4 separate regions of the Mus musculus genome follow, and all the other regions are linked to region 3. Evidence: chromatin contacts called from public Hi-C and Micro-C data. All regions are on one chromosome and are shown on one strand. Each heading gives the region's core, a stretch centred on a gene start, on an enhancer-like site or on the middle of the called end of the contact. The rest is flanking DNA. Distances are from core to core; before and after follow the strand shown.

Region 1 (2,715 bases), core at 46-2,545, 4.7 Mb after region 3:
CTTGCATACTTTTGAAATAAGATGAGGAACCAAATTCAACTGACAGGGGCTTCAGAAAGACATCTACCTAACTTCCTTAAGAGACTAGTAAGTTACAACATCATTAGTCCAGTCTGAATCAACTTTCTGCAAACTGTTGAGATTTCAGTAGGTATTTCTGGAATCCATTCAGTAATTTCAGTTTTCTAAGCACCAGGAAAACTTAAAAATAAAAACTAAGAACATACAATTCTTTATTATGTCGTGTGGATCAGTTATCATTGGACTAAACAGTCAAGTGTGGTTTTCTCTGTGTAAAATGTTCCTGTGGGGAGGAATTACACTGGATTAAGTCCCCATCCAGCGCTCCTCTGTCTACATGGAAAGCCTTTCCCCTTCCACTTTACAAGCCTCAACAAGTCCGCTGCTGAGTCACAATCTCCTTTCCCCCCTGATGTGAGAAATCTTTCTCCCTTGAAAATTAATAAAGCTTCGGAAATGTTCCGATGAGAGTCTCCCGGGGGAAGGAAGCCAGAAAGAACTTGTAGAGGAGGAGTCCGGCACCCCTGGGTTGTGGTGACAGCGCACCCAGGGCTTGCAGCAGCGGGGCCAGGAGGAGCTGGTCTCAGAACCTACTCAGAGCTCTCCTGCGCGAGTAACCACGCAGAGCCCTGTCGGCTCCCAGACTTTGTTCCCCTTGCTGAAGTGGAAATGTTTGCTGCAAAAGGCGCCGGTGTTTCGCGTTTTACTCTTAAAAAACAAACAAAAAAAAATGCCTTCCAGCGGTGGCAAGGGTGGGTGACAGCACGCGCGGCTCGCACCCGACCACAGAGCATGGGACCTTCTAGAGTCCTGCAAGCTTAGCGCCCTAGTCCTGCTAGCAGGTCTGGGACAGCGGCACTTCACGTGACCCCAGGGGCTGGGACAGGGCGGGGCCTGAGGAGGGGGCGCGTGCGACAGGGGACAGGAGGGGCGGTTGCCCAGGAACCGTCCGCAACGCCCGCGCGTGCTCGCCTCCGTGCGCACGCGCACGGTGCTCGAGACCCATTAGCCGTCTCCCCAACTTCCACCGGCTTTTTTTTCACCCCCTTGGGCTCCATTCAAGGTCCTGGACTGAGGGACGCGCCGCGCGCGCCCGCTGCCTCGCAGGGTCCACAACGCACGCTAATGAGGGGCGGGGCGGGGCGAGGCCGGCGGCGGCGGCGGCGGCGCGCTCGCGCGTGCCAGGGCGCGCGACAAGGGGCGGCGCGATTGTGAGGTGGCTGCTGACGCACGTTCCGGGGTTCTTAAGCGGCGAGGGCGGCGGCGGCCGAGGCAGCGGCGGTGGTGCCGGAGCCGGTTCCGGGAGGCGGCGGTGGCCTCCGTGAGGGGCGGCGGGGCCCCAAGTCGGTGCCCCGGCTCAGTCACAGTGTCCCTTTCCCATTGACCCCATCCTTCCACCACGGCCGCGCCGCCACGGCTCCCGGGGCTTTCTAGGCGGGGCAGGGGACGGGGTGCGTCTCCTGCCGCGGCCGCCGGCCTGATAAATGCGGGACTTCGGGTTCGGGGTGCTGCACACTGCCCTGCTGCGCAGCGGCAGCCCACGATCCTCGCCCGGCGGCAGCGCCTACCGGCCCTTCGCCGCCGGGCCGCCCGCCACGCCCTTCGGCCCGCTGTCGCCGCCGCCGTTGCCTGTCACCGGCTTCTCCGAGGCCGCCTCCCCCTTCGCCATCCCCTCGGGCGGCGGCGCGGCCAGCTCAGCCGCAGCTTCCTCTTCCTCCCCGCTCGTGGCGCATCCCCAGGCCGTGCAGGATGAGCTACTGCTCGGGCTGACACAGCAGCCGACGAGGCCGCTCTCGGGGGCGGCGGCCGCAGAGCAGCTCCCCAGCCACCACCCCGGCGGCGGCACGAACGCGGGTGTGACCCACCTCCTCCCCTCCCAGGACTTCAAACCGAGTCTGCACCACCCCTCCTCCTCCTCCGCCTCCTCCTGCTGCTGCTGCCGCACCTCCTCCCCGCAGGACTTCAGTAAGCGGCAGCAGCAGCAGCTGAGCAGCCAGAAGAGGAAAGAGTTGAGCCCGCCACACCGTCCCCACCCTCCGGACGCGAAGCCGCCGCCGCCGCCGCCGCCGCTCCACTGCCCCGGCCGCTTCAGCCCAACACCGCCAACGCCGCCACCACCGCCCGGGCCGCTCCTGCAGTCGGCGCCGCTCGCCCAGCGCTCTCAGCCGTTCAGCCTCCCGCACACGCAGCACCTCCCGCCGCAGGACTTCGCCCAGCGGCAGCGCCCGGTCGACCTGCCCCAGCTCCCGCAGCTCCCGCCCTCGCCGCCCGCAGCTCCGCGGCGCCGCCACGGAGGCGCGGGAAGCCCTCGCCAGACCCCGGCCGCGGGCGAGGGCAGCGCCGCCGAGCCCCCCAATGCGGGCTTGCCCCCCTCGACGCCGCCGGTGAACCCCGCGCCGGGCTCCATGGAGTCGCCCAACCACCCTCTGCTCAACAGCCCCAGCACCCTCCTGCCCGGCGCGGCGCTCGGCACCAGCGCCTTCAGCAGCCTGCAGAGCCCGGACCTGCCGCACCCCGGCGGCGGCGGGGGCGGGGGACCCCCCGGAGGGGGAGGCGGCTCCGCGTCTCCCCCACCGCTGCCCGGCTTCGGCACCCCCTGGTCGGTGCAGACCGCGTCGCCGCCGCCGCCCCAGCCTCCGCCGGCGACCCAGCAGCAGCCACCCCAGCAGCCGCAGCCGCCCCAGCAGCCGCCGC
Region 2 (2,700 bases), core at 90-2,589, 3.2 Mb after region 3:
AATAGAAGCCAGCAGCCGGCCTTTCAGACTAAGAAATATACCCGTGAGTGGATACAGAGTCTTGACGATCCAGCGCCTCCCAGACCACCTCAACCACACTTCCCCACCATCTCCCGCCTTCAGGTAACTGCTACTTTTGTTTCTAGCTCCCTAGGTACTCAGCCAAAGGCTGTTTTGCCAGTCCTGGGGTAAGGGAAGTTAAACGCGCCCTTTCCCAAGGCTCCCCACTCCTACGCTGTGACAGGATCTGCAGTCGTTGGCATGGCTGTGTCAGGGATCTACCTCATAGATTTTTGGTCCCCCTTTCCTAAATCTAGAGATTTTAAATGGGCACAGCTGAGGCACTGCAGATGAACTCAAAGTTCTTGGTGCAGAGCGCAGGCCACATAGTACCAGGACACCCGGCTCTAAGAAGCTCACTTGCTTCAGGTTTGGGGCAGCGCGCGCCAACGCGAAGAACTTGGAGACTTCGCTAGCACTAAGCCCGGCAGGGCGTCGTGTTCCCACAGTAGGCCCACCCCGCCTCAGAGTGCTTGACCTCTTAACCCACCCCCTTCAGCCCAGCCCCCTTCCTGGAGAACCCCCCGCAGCAGCAGACCTGAAACGCTGGCTGACATCTCGCTGTCGCTGCGGACCGGGGCTTCCTCCTCCAGGTCCTTGGCGGCGTGCAGCTCGCAGCCTGGCTGGTCCAGGCCCAGGGTCACCCTGGCGCGGCCGGTTCCACTGGCTCCCGGGACATCGGCGCAGCGCCTCCTGCCCTCGTTCTCTTCGCTCAGGGCTGAGTCTGAGTCCCAACCTCCCGGACTCTCTGCGCTCTGCCCCACGGCTGTTCTGGTTCGGGCGGGAGATGCCAGAAGAGAGTCCTCGGCGCCCCCCAGCGCACCGGCCTCGGTCTCCCCGAAGATCCGCCAGCAGCAGACGGCGGGCGCCGCGGTCACCGCCACCTCTGTGCCCCCTGGTGCCGGGCGCCCCTCCGGCGTAGCCAACCCGCCGCGCTCCTCTTTCTTGTTGAGGATCGCCTGGATGGAGAAGGGCGTCAAGGTGCCGCTGCCGCGCACAGCCATCTGCGCCGCAGATCGGAGCCGGCAGCCAGGAGGGCAACTGGGGCGCGGGGACAGCTTCGAGCCTGACACGGAGCTCTGGGCGACCTCAGCGCGAGTGAGAGGGGCGCGCCAGGCCCCCGCAACCCACTCCTGCGCAGCACAGCAGCCCCCGCCCCCCTCAGTTCCAGGATCCGCGCCGACCCTCACCCCACCTCACAGGCCCACCTCGCCAGGACCCCCTCCCCTGGAATCCAGCGCCAGATGCTCTTCTCCTACAGCCCGGCCGATTATCTCTTCGCCCGTGGCCCTCTGGGGACCGGCCCGGGTCTGTCCTCTGGGGAGAGGCCGGCGAGAATTGTCAAGGGTCCTCTCCGCGTCTGCAGTCGCCTCCGGAGCGCCGCCGAGGCGCACCGCCCAAAGTCACTTTTTCTGTGCGCCTCTGTCTTCCCGGCCTGTAGGGCTTCGCTCCTGGCGGGTCCTCCCTCTTCCCCTCTGGGCTGGCTTTTCCGGAGCCTACTCCTCTGGCGCCCGCAGTGACAGCTGAGGCCCCTAAAATCGGAGAAGAGCGGGGACACCTTTTACCCTCTGCCGGGGTTTTATCTGTTTCTTCTCTTTGCTTCTGCGTTCCACTGTACCCCCCCCCCCCTCCCATCAGAGTGTCATTCCTCACCGCTGAGTGACAGCATCGGGCCACGCCCCTTCACTAGCTGTCCTGGGCTCTCCCGGCAGTGGATTGGCTGGTTCCAACTGGAGGCCGTTGACTTTAAGAGACTCTAGTCCACCAGTTGAGTAGCAAAAGACAGGGTCTGATTTAACCCCTTCCCTCCTAAACCTGGTTCTCAGTAGCATCCTTCAGCATCGAGGAGAACCATCATCCCGAAACTTTGTTTCTGATTTCAGTTCCGATAACCATCGACTCTAGCGCTTTTCTGGAACACCAGTATGAACCCCAGCTCAAAATTTCGGCGAAAACTCAACAGAAAGCATCTCCAGATGTGACGTATAGTTTCTGTTCTCTAGGAAGGAGCCCAGAGTCGAAGAACAAAATTCATCTTTTTTTTTCCTTCCACTCTTAAAGTTTCTCAGCTGTTTCTCTGCTAATGCTCTTTACTGAAGTAATCTGATAATTAAAATCACTCTACTAAGTACTCCTATCATTTTACGTTTGATTGGATTGGATTTCTGTAGACGACTTAAAAAGCTAGGTTGAAAAATATTAGTTAAGCACCAAGTGGGGCGAGGAATTGGAAAGCATTTGGGTAGAGAATTTTTGGAGCTGGGTATTCGTCTCCTTGGGCAATCAACTCTGAATTTAATTGGATTTGTTCAATTTGTTTTACATCAAGAAGAAAACATAAAAATGCTTTTAATTTGTTCTTTAAATATTCTGTTTCTTGTGAGTTGAGAAGGAGTAGATAAGTTTGAAAGAGACTAGCTGGGAGTTACACAATAGTGAGATCCAGAACTGAGATTTAATGCCCTTAAAAATAAGAACCAAGTTATTTTACTCACTAGAAGGAAGTAAATACAAAATATAAACATTGTGGTTATGTCAAAACATATGTTGCCTATTTACTAAACATCTTTTTAATGACAAGTTTGTTCAAGTGACAAATCTTACTGACTGCTCCACAAATGTGACCCGAGGCTTGGTCCA
Region 3 (2,700 bases), core at 112-2,611:
GAGACAAGATTTGAGCCACATCCTGGAAATGGAGAGGAGGCCCAGCAGACTGACTCATTTCAACAACCAGAGGAAAAAAACATGAATTTGCAAGGGCCTCCCAAAAAGCTGCTGCTCTGGGGACAGCAGGTCATTTTCAGAGAACCATCCAGAGGAATTCACTAGTTCCTGTTTCCTCTCAGAGACTCAAGTCTGTAACAGTTGGCATTCAGAGGACAGGGTGTGTAGGCCTGGGCTCTAGCATACCAGGAAGCCCAGGGTATTAGGATGATTAAGCACAAGGGCCATTTACCAAGTGCTCCATTTATGCCAGGTACAGACAGCATTAGGACAGCTGACCAGCTCATTCAGCCAGCCAAGGCAGCCAGGGGAAGTGGAGGATCATTTCCCTATCTCCATTTCCCCAATGCGGAAACTGGGCTCAGGAAGGGCCAATCAACAGCCACCCCATGATCAAGCAGCAGCAGACTCAAAGCCCTTGGCTCTAAGGACTGAAGAGACCCAAGTCTTAGTTTGCCAGTCTACGGGGCTGTGGGGGTAGAGGTGGATGACACCACCACCAGTCCAGTCCAGTCCACTGAGCCTCCAAGGTGTGGCTCCTGGGCAGAAGGGGCGTGGCTCCCCTCTCCCCAGGCCAACTGACTGGGAGGTGAGGGGGCGGAAGGGCAAGAATTTCCCGACTCTGAAGGTAGCTCGCAGGGTAGGGACGGAAGCAGGCCCCGCCGGGCACAAGAGTACTCACATCGATGTTTCTTAGGATGACGCACTTGCCATTGGTGTAGAGGAAATGATCGCCCTTGGGGTCTCCACCGAGGATCTTAGAGACGCCCCGCTCCACCTGGGGGAGGCTGGCGAACACCTTCTCTGGGGAGATACAAACCCGGCACGGTGCATGAGGGGCAATCCCGGCCTCGCGGGACCCAGGGAGTTGCAGTCAGTCAGCGCTGGGGGTCCCGAGCCGGTCACCTGTTGCCGCCTGCGGGCACGACCGGCGGACTTCCCGGGCGGCGGCGGTCAGGCCCCGGGGTCCCTCCCGCAGCTCGGCCGGCCCAGTCCACAACGCCCACTCCGGGGTCCCCGGCCCGCACCCCCGCGGCCGTGCAAGACCCCGGCCGCGCCCTCCCGCCTGCACCCGACCCCAGAAGCCGGCGGCCGCGCGCGGAGGCCCACGCACTCACTGATCTCGTACGGCATCCTCGCCCACTTGTTACGGCGCTGCGCTCGAGTGGAACCTCGCAGTGGCCGAGCCCAGGGACAGCGCGGAAGGCGGCGCCGGGCGTGCCGGGCGCGGAGGGGGCGGTCCGAGACCCGGCTCCGAGACCCGTACGCGCCTGCCCCGCGCGCTACCGCTGCGGACAACCCAACCCGGAAGCGCGGCCCCGGCGCGGCTCGCCCCCAGCTTTGACCATATATAGTCAAGCGCTCGGCTCGGAGGCTGCAGCCCCACGAGCCTGCGCGGACACCGCCCCGCCCCGCTTGCGGGCCCGCCCCGGAAGTGACGTGACGCGACCCGTGAAAAGGCGGCGCGGAGGGTTGTAGGTGCGGGGCGGGAGGGTTTTTTTTCTTGGGCTGTCTGCCTTTGCACCGGGAGCCTTCTTGTGGAGCAGATCTTTCTCGAGCTTTCCAACGCCAGCTTGGCGCCCCGGCTTGCAAAAGACTTGAAGCCACTGGGCGTATGGGGTTTTGTTTGTTTGCCTTTCACTGGGTATGTTTAGGAACTTCCCCGTCTCACTCCCTCTCCCTCCTGCATGAAACTTCCTAGTAGCAAAGAAGCCAAGAATAAAGAACTGTAATTCTTAAGGATGGCAGGGGTTGTTTCCTAACACGCTCTGGGGAGGGCGTGAGGGTGGAATTCTTTTCATGGAGAGGGAAAGAAAGCAAAACCTGGAATTTTCTGAGTCTCGCAGGTTTTGATTAGGGCAAGATGAAGTCCTCTGGTTACTTGATTGAAAAGTTCTGAAGCCCTAGTTGGAAACCCGGAAAGTGGGCTTTCAAAGGAGAGCTCTTAGGAATTTGCAGCAAATGAAAAAGTCCATTTCTGCTTTGGAGCCAGGTTTGTTAATTACCCTGCGGACCAGTCCCACCCCACTCTCCTGGTTCACCTGGACACCCACCTGATTCTCCTCTAGCTTATCTTAATCTTAACTGCCATCTAGTTAGCAGTTAAATGAATTTATAGCCTATAGGAGTGCCCAGGTTTCGTAGAGAAGAGTTTAAGTGTACTCGGTAGGTCCTGTGTGGGAACCTCAGTATTTTTTGAAAAGTCTGTTTTCCTTAGTACCTAGTCTCTTGTGCTGATAGACTAGTATTTTTAAGGTTCTATGAATGTTACCCCCTGCCCTCTGTGACCTTTTGTTTGCCAGGATTGCTTGTCTAGGGATCCCACCTGTTATGTTTTATATAAAAAAAGAAAAGAAAAGAAAAAGAAGCCAGGGATATGTTTGGTGGAGGTGCAGTATGTTGTGGGGGAAAGGGGTGCCTCTGAGGGCCCATCCTGAACTGAGGCATCCCCTCCCCCTGAGGTACCAGCCACAGAACAGTATAATATGGAAATAGCTTATTTAGGACATGGGGAGGAGAGTTGAGGGGATAGTAGAGACAGAAAGACAGAGTAGAGGCCAGCCATGAACATTTGGAGTTGGTTTGGGGGGGGGGGGCGGGGATCCGGAAGAAAAGGGACAGAAGAGGAAGGGAGCAAGA
Region 4 (2,700 bases), core at 94-2,593, 3.3 Mb after region 3:
CCTTGCCTCTCTGTCCTCTGTCTCCTAACATATAACCTAACACACACCCCCTCCCCTTTCCTTCTTTCACTTCAAGTTGCTGTCATTTCCTCTCCACAGATTTCCAACGGAATGGCTGGCTCCATGCGCTATACCTCTCTTTCTCTCTGTCTGTCTGTCTGTCTGTCTGCCTCTTCTCATCTTAGTAAACTACTAAGCCAGGCAGCCATTGCAAAAGATCAAACGACAGTCCCATCTCCCAACCCACTTTTTTTCTCTGCCCAACTTTGCCTCTCTACCTTTGCAAGTTCACCCGCCCCTCAACATCCAGCAAAATACATTGTAAATCGTTGCCTTACCGTTTTACGATATCTGCAAACGCTACATTTGTTGCATTTACAAGCCGAAGAAACTTTTGGTAGAAAAAAAAAACCAATTTAGGTGAAAAAAGTAAGTAGGTAGTGGTGGCACACGCCTTTAATCCCAGCACTTGGGAGGCAGAGGCAGGCGGATTTGAATTCAAGGCCAGCCTGGTCTACAGAGTTCCAGGACAGCCAGGGCTACACAGAGAAACCTTGTCTCGAAAAACAAAAGAATGAACTCTAAACCGAGTCCCGTTTGCCTTAGTGCTTCTAAACCAGTCTCCCTAGGAACGACTTGGGTCTTGCTTACCACAGTGGTATACTAGCTAAGGCCAAGCATTGCCTGGCACATAATAGGCATTCCAGGCTAGTGTTTCTAGCCGGAGAAAGGAACACAAGGGCAGGGGAATGAATGAACATTCCAAGACTTGCAGAGTGCATGGCACACCGCCGCAAGTCTAACAAACAAACAAACAAGCAAACAAACAAATCAACAAACGAAGCAGCTGCAAAAGGAGCCCTGTATGCAAGACAGTCCCGAGGGTCCGGCTCGGGGAAGTCGCCCCTCGGAGCACACGGGACCCCACTCCCCGCGCCGCCCGCCGCTCTAGCCCCGCACCTTGGTGTCCACATCGGCCAGGCAGTCCCTGCGGAACTGGTCGAAGAGCCCCTGGCTCTTGAGGTGGTTTACGATCATGGCAACGAGCTGCGGGTCCCCAGCACCAGCCCCCGCGCTTCCCGGCCCGCTCGCTCCCGGGCCAGCCCCAGGGCCAGGCGGCGGAGGCGGCGGCTGTGGTTGCGGTGGCGGCGGCGGAGGCGCGGGCGGCGGTGGCTGCGGCTGCGGGTTGGTGGCCATGGCGTCCCGGACCGGGGAGCCCGCGAGCCCAGGCGGGCAGGCGCTCCGAGGAAGGCGGCTACACAGGTCCCGCCGCCTGAGGGAAGCCAACGGGATGTTGTTACGGAACCAGCGGATCTAGAGCAACCCCGGAAGTGAAAAGGAACTGAGGGAAAGGAGGAAAAGGCGGTGACAGCAGCAACTCAAGTCTGGCTACCGGGGCCGCGGCGGGCCAATTCCAGCCGCCTCGAGGCGCGGGCGCCCTCACGAGGCTGAGACGGGCGGGAACAAGTTGTGGTGGCGGCTGCCGCCGGGGAGCGAAACAGAGAGCCGGGTAGGAGCGTGCGCCCGCTGGCTCTCCACCTGTAGCTTCAGCTCAGAGGAGGCAGGAGTGAAGCGTTGGTTTAGTTTCACTGTTGCGGCTGCCCCAAGCCCGCCGCAGTGCGAAGCAGCCGTGGACTTTCTTTCTTTCTTTCTTTCTTTCTTTCTTTCTTTCTTTCTTTCTTTCTTTCTTTCTTTCTTTCTTTCTTTCTTTCTTTCTTTCTTTCTTTCTTTCTTTCTTTCTTTCTTTCTTTCTTTCTTTCTTTCTTTCTTTCTTTCTTTCTTTCTTTCTTTCTTTCTTTCTTTCTTTTTCCACCCACCCATCCCATTCTTCTGGTGTGTCTATCTCACTTGCTCCAACCTACAACCTCCCATTACTGTCTCTTAAGTAAGCTACGAGGGTTTTGCTGCACATGACGGTACTAGCGAGTGAAATCTGTATAGAGTTGTGTCTCAGGCATGACCCGTACACGCGTTAAGGCGTTTAGTCCTTGGGTGACACCTAAGACTGAGTCCTTGTATGATCGGGCTAGTTTTATGTCACCTTGACACAAGCTAGAGTCATCTATGAGGAGAGCACCCTAGTTAAGAAGAATGCCTCCCTAAGATCTGGCTCTAGGCAAGCCTGTGGGATGTTTTCTTAATTAATGTAGGATTAACTAATTAATTGATGTAGGAGGGTCCAGTCCATTGGAGGGGGCTACCCCTAGGCTGGTGGTCTTGAGTTCTGTAAGAAAGTATGCAGAGTAAGCCAGAGGGAGCAAGCTACTCGAGTACTCCAGGACCCTTGCCTTGGCTTCTGCCTCCAGGTTCCTGCCCTGTTTGAGTTCCTGTCCTGACTTCCTCTGATGAGAATGAACAGTGATAATGAAAGTATAAACCAAATTGCCCGCACCCCGCACCCCAGTTGCTTTTGGCCCTGGTGTTTCATTGTAGCAGTAGTTACACTCAGACATTCTACTAATTCCAATTTGCACATCAGGAAACCACGTAAATCATACAGAGTTGCACAGCGGGGGGGAAATCGCCTGACCTGGGACGGCGTTGTCTTTAAAATCTGTTCTTAAAGCTGAGTGGTGGTGCTTTTAATCCAGAAGCAGAGGCATGCAAATCTCTTGAGTTCAAGGCCCCTCCAGTCTACAGGTCTACAGAGTTCCAGGACAGCCAGAGAAATTCTGTCTCAAAAACAAATCAAAACAAAAA

The links. A called contact is a pair of places that touch in the nucleus more often than the background predicts.
Region 1: a Hi-C map of CD8 T cells shows a contact between it and region 3, with 6 times the contacts expected there. The contact joins the promoter of Cpeb2 here to the promoter of Wdr1 in region 3. A contact is called at or near these places in 4 of 484 Hi-C or Micro-C datasets (CD4 T cells, CD8 T cells, embryonic stem cells and 1 more).
Region 2: a Micro-C map of embryonic stem cells shows a contact between it and region 3, with 3 times the contacts expected there. The contact joins the promoter of Nkx3-2 here to the promoter of Wdr1 in region 3. A contact is called at or near these places in 2 of 39 promoter capture datasets (cranial neural crest and second pharyngeal arch cranial neural crest) and 1 of 484 Hi-C or Micro-C datasets (embryonic stem cells).
Region 4: a contact with region 3 is called in a Micro-C map of the G1E-ER4 cell line, with 11 times the contacts expected there. The contact joins the promoter of Bod1l here to the promoter of Wdr1 in region 3. A contact is called at or near these places in 1 of 39 promoter capture datasets (liver) and 5 of 484 Hi-C or Micro-C datasets (CD4 T cells, CD8 T cells, the G1E-ER4 cell line and 2 more).

The regions. Positions count from the first base shown.
Region 1 is chr5:43,231,958-43,234,672 of GRCm38.p6, forward strand. It overlaps Cpeb2 (cytoplasmic polyadenylation element binding protein 2), which reads left to right and starts at 1,296. Exons shown (of 12, transcript NM_001368806.1): 1 at 1,296-2,715. The coding sequence starts at 1,506. All of the region lies in intron 1 of Gm7854 (predicted gene 7854), which reads right to left.
Region 2 is chr5:41,762,881-41,765,580 of GRCm38.p6, forward strand. It overlaps Nkx3-2 (NK3 homeobox 2), which reads right to left and starts at 1,340. Exons shown (of 2, transcript NM_007524.3): 1 at 599-1,340. The coding sequence starts at 1,064. It overlaps Gm46910 (a long non-coding RNA gene), which reads left to right. Exons shown (of 2, transcript XR_001784850.2): 1 at 1-123; 2 at 1,944-2,205.
Region 3 is chr5:38,560,338-38,563,037 of GRCm38.p6, forward strand. It overlaps Wdr1 (WD repeat domain 1), which reads right to left and starts at 1,362. Exons shown (of 15, transcript NM_011715.3): 1 at 1,179-1,362; 2 at 743-864. The coding sequence starts at 1,194.
Region 4 is chr5:41,842,972-41,845,671 of GRCm38.p6, forward strand. It overlaps Bod1l (biorientation of chromosomes in cell division 1-like), which reads right to left and starts at 1,344. Exons shown (of 26, transcript NM_001310601.1): 1 at 961-1,344. The coding sequence starts at 1,197.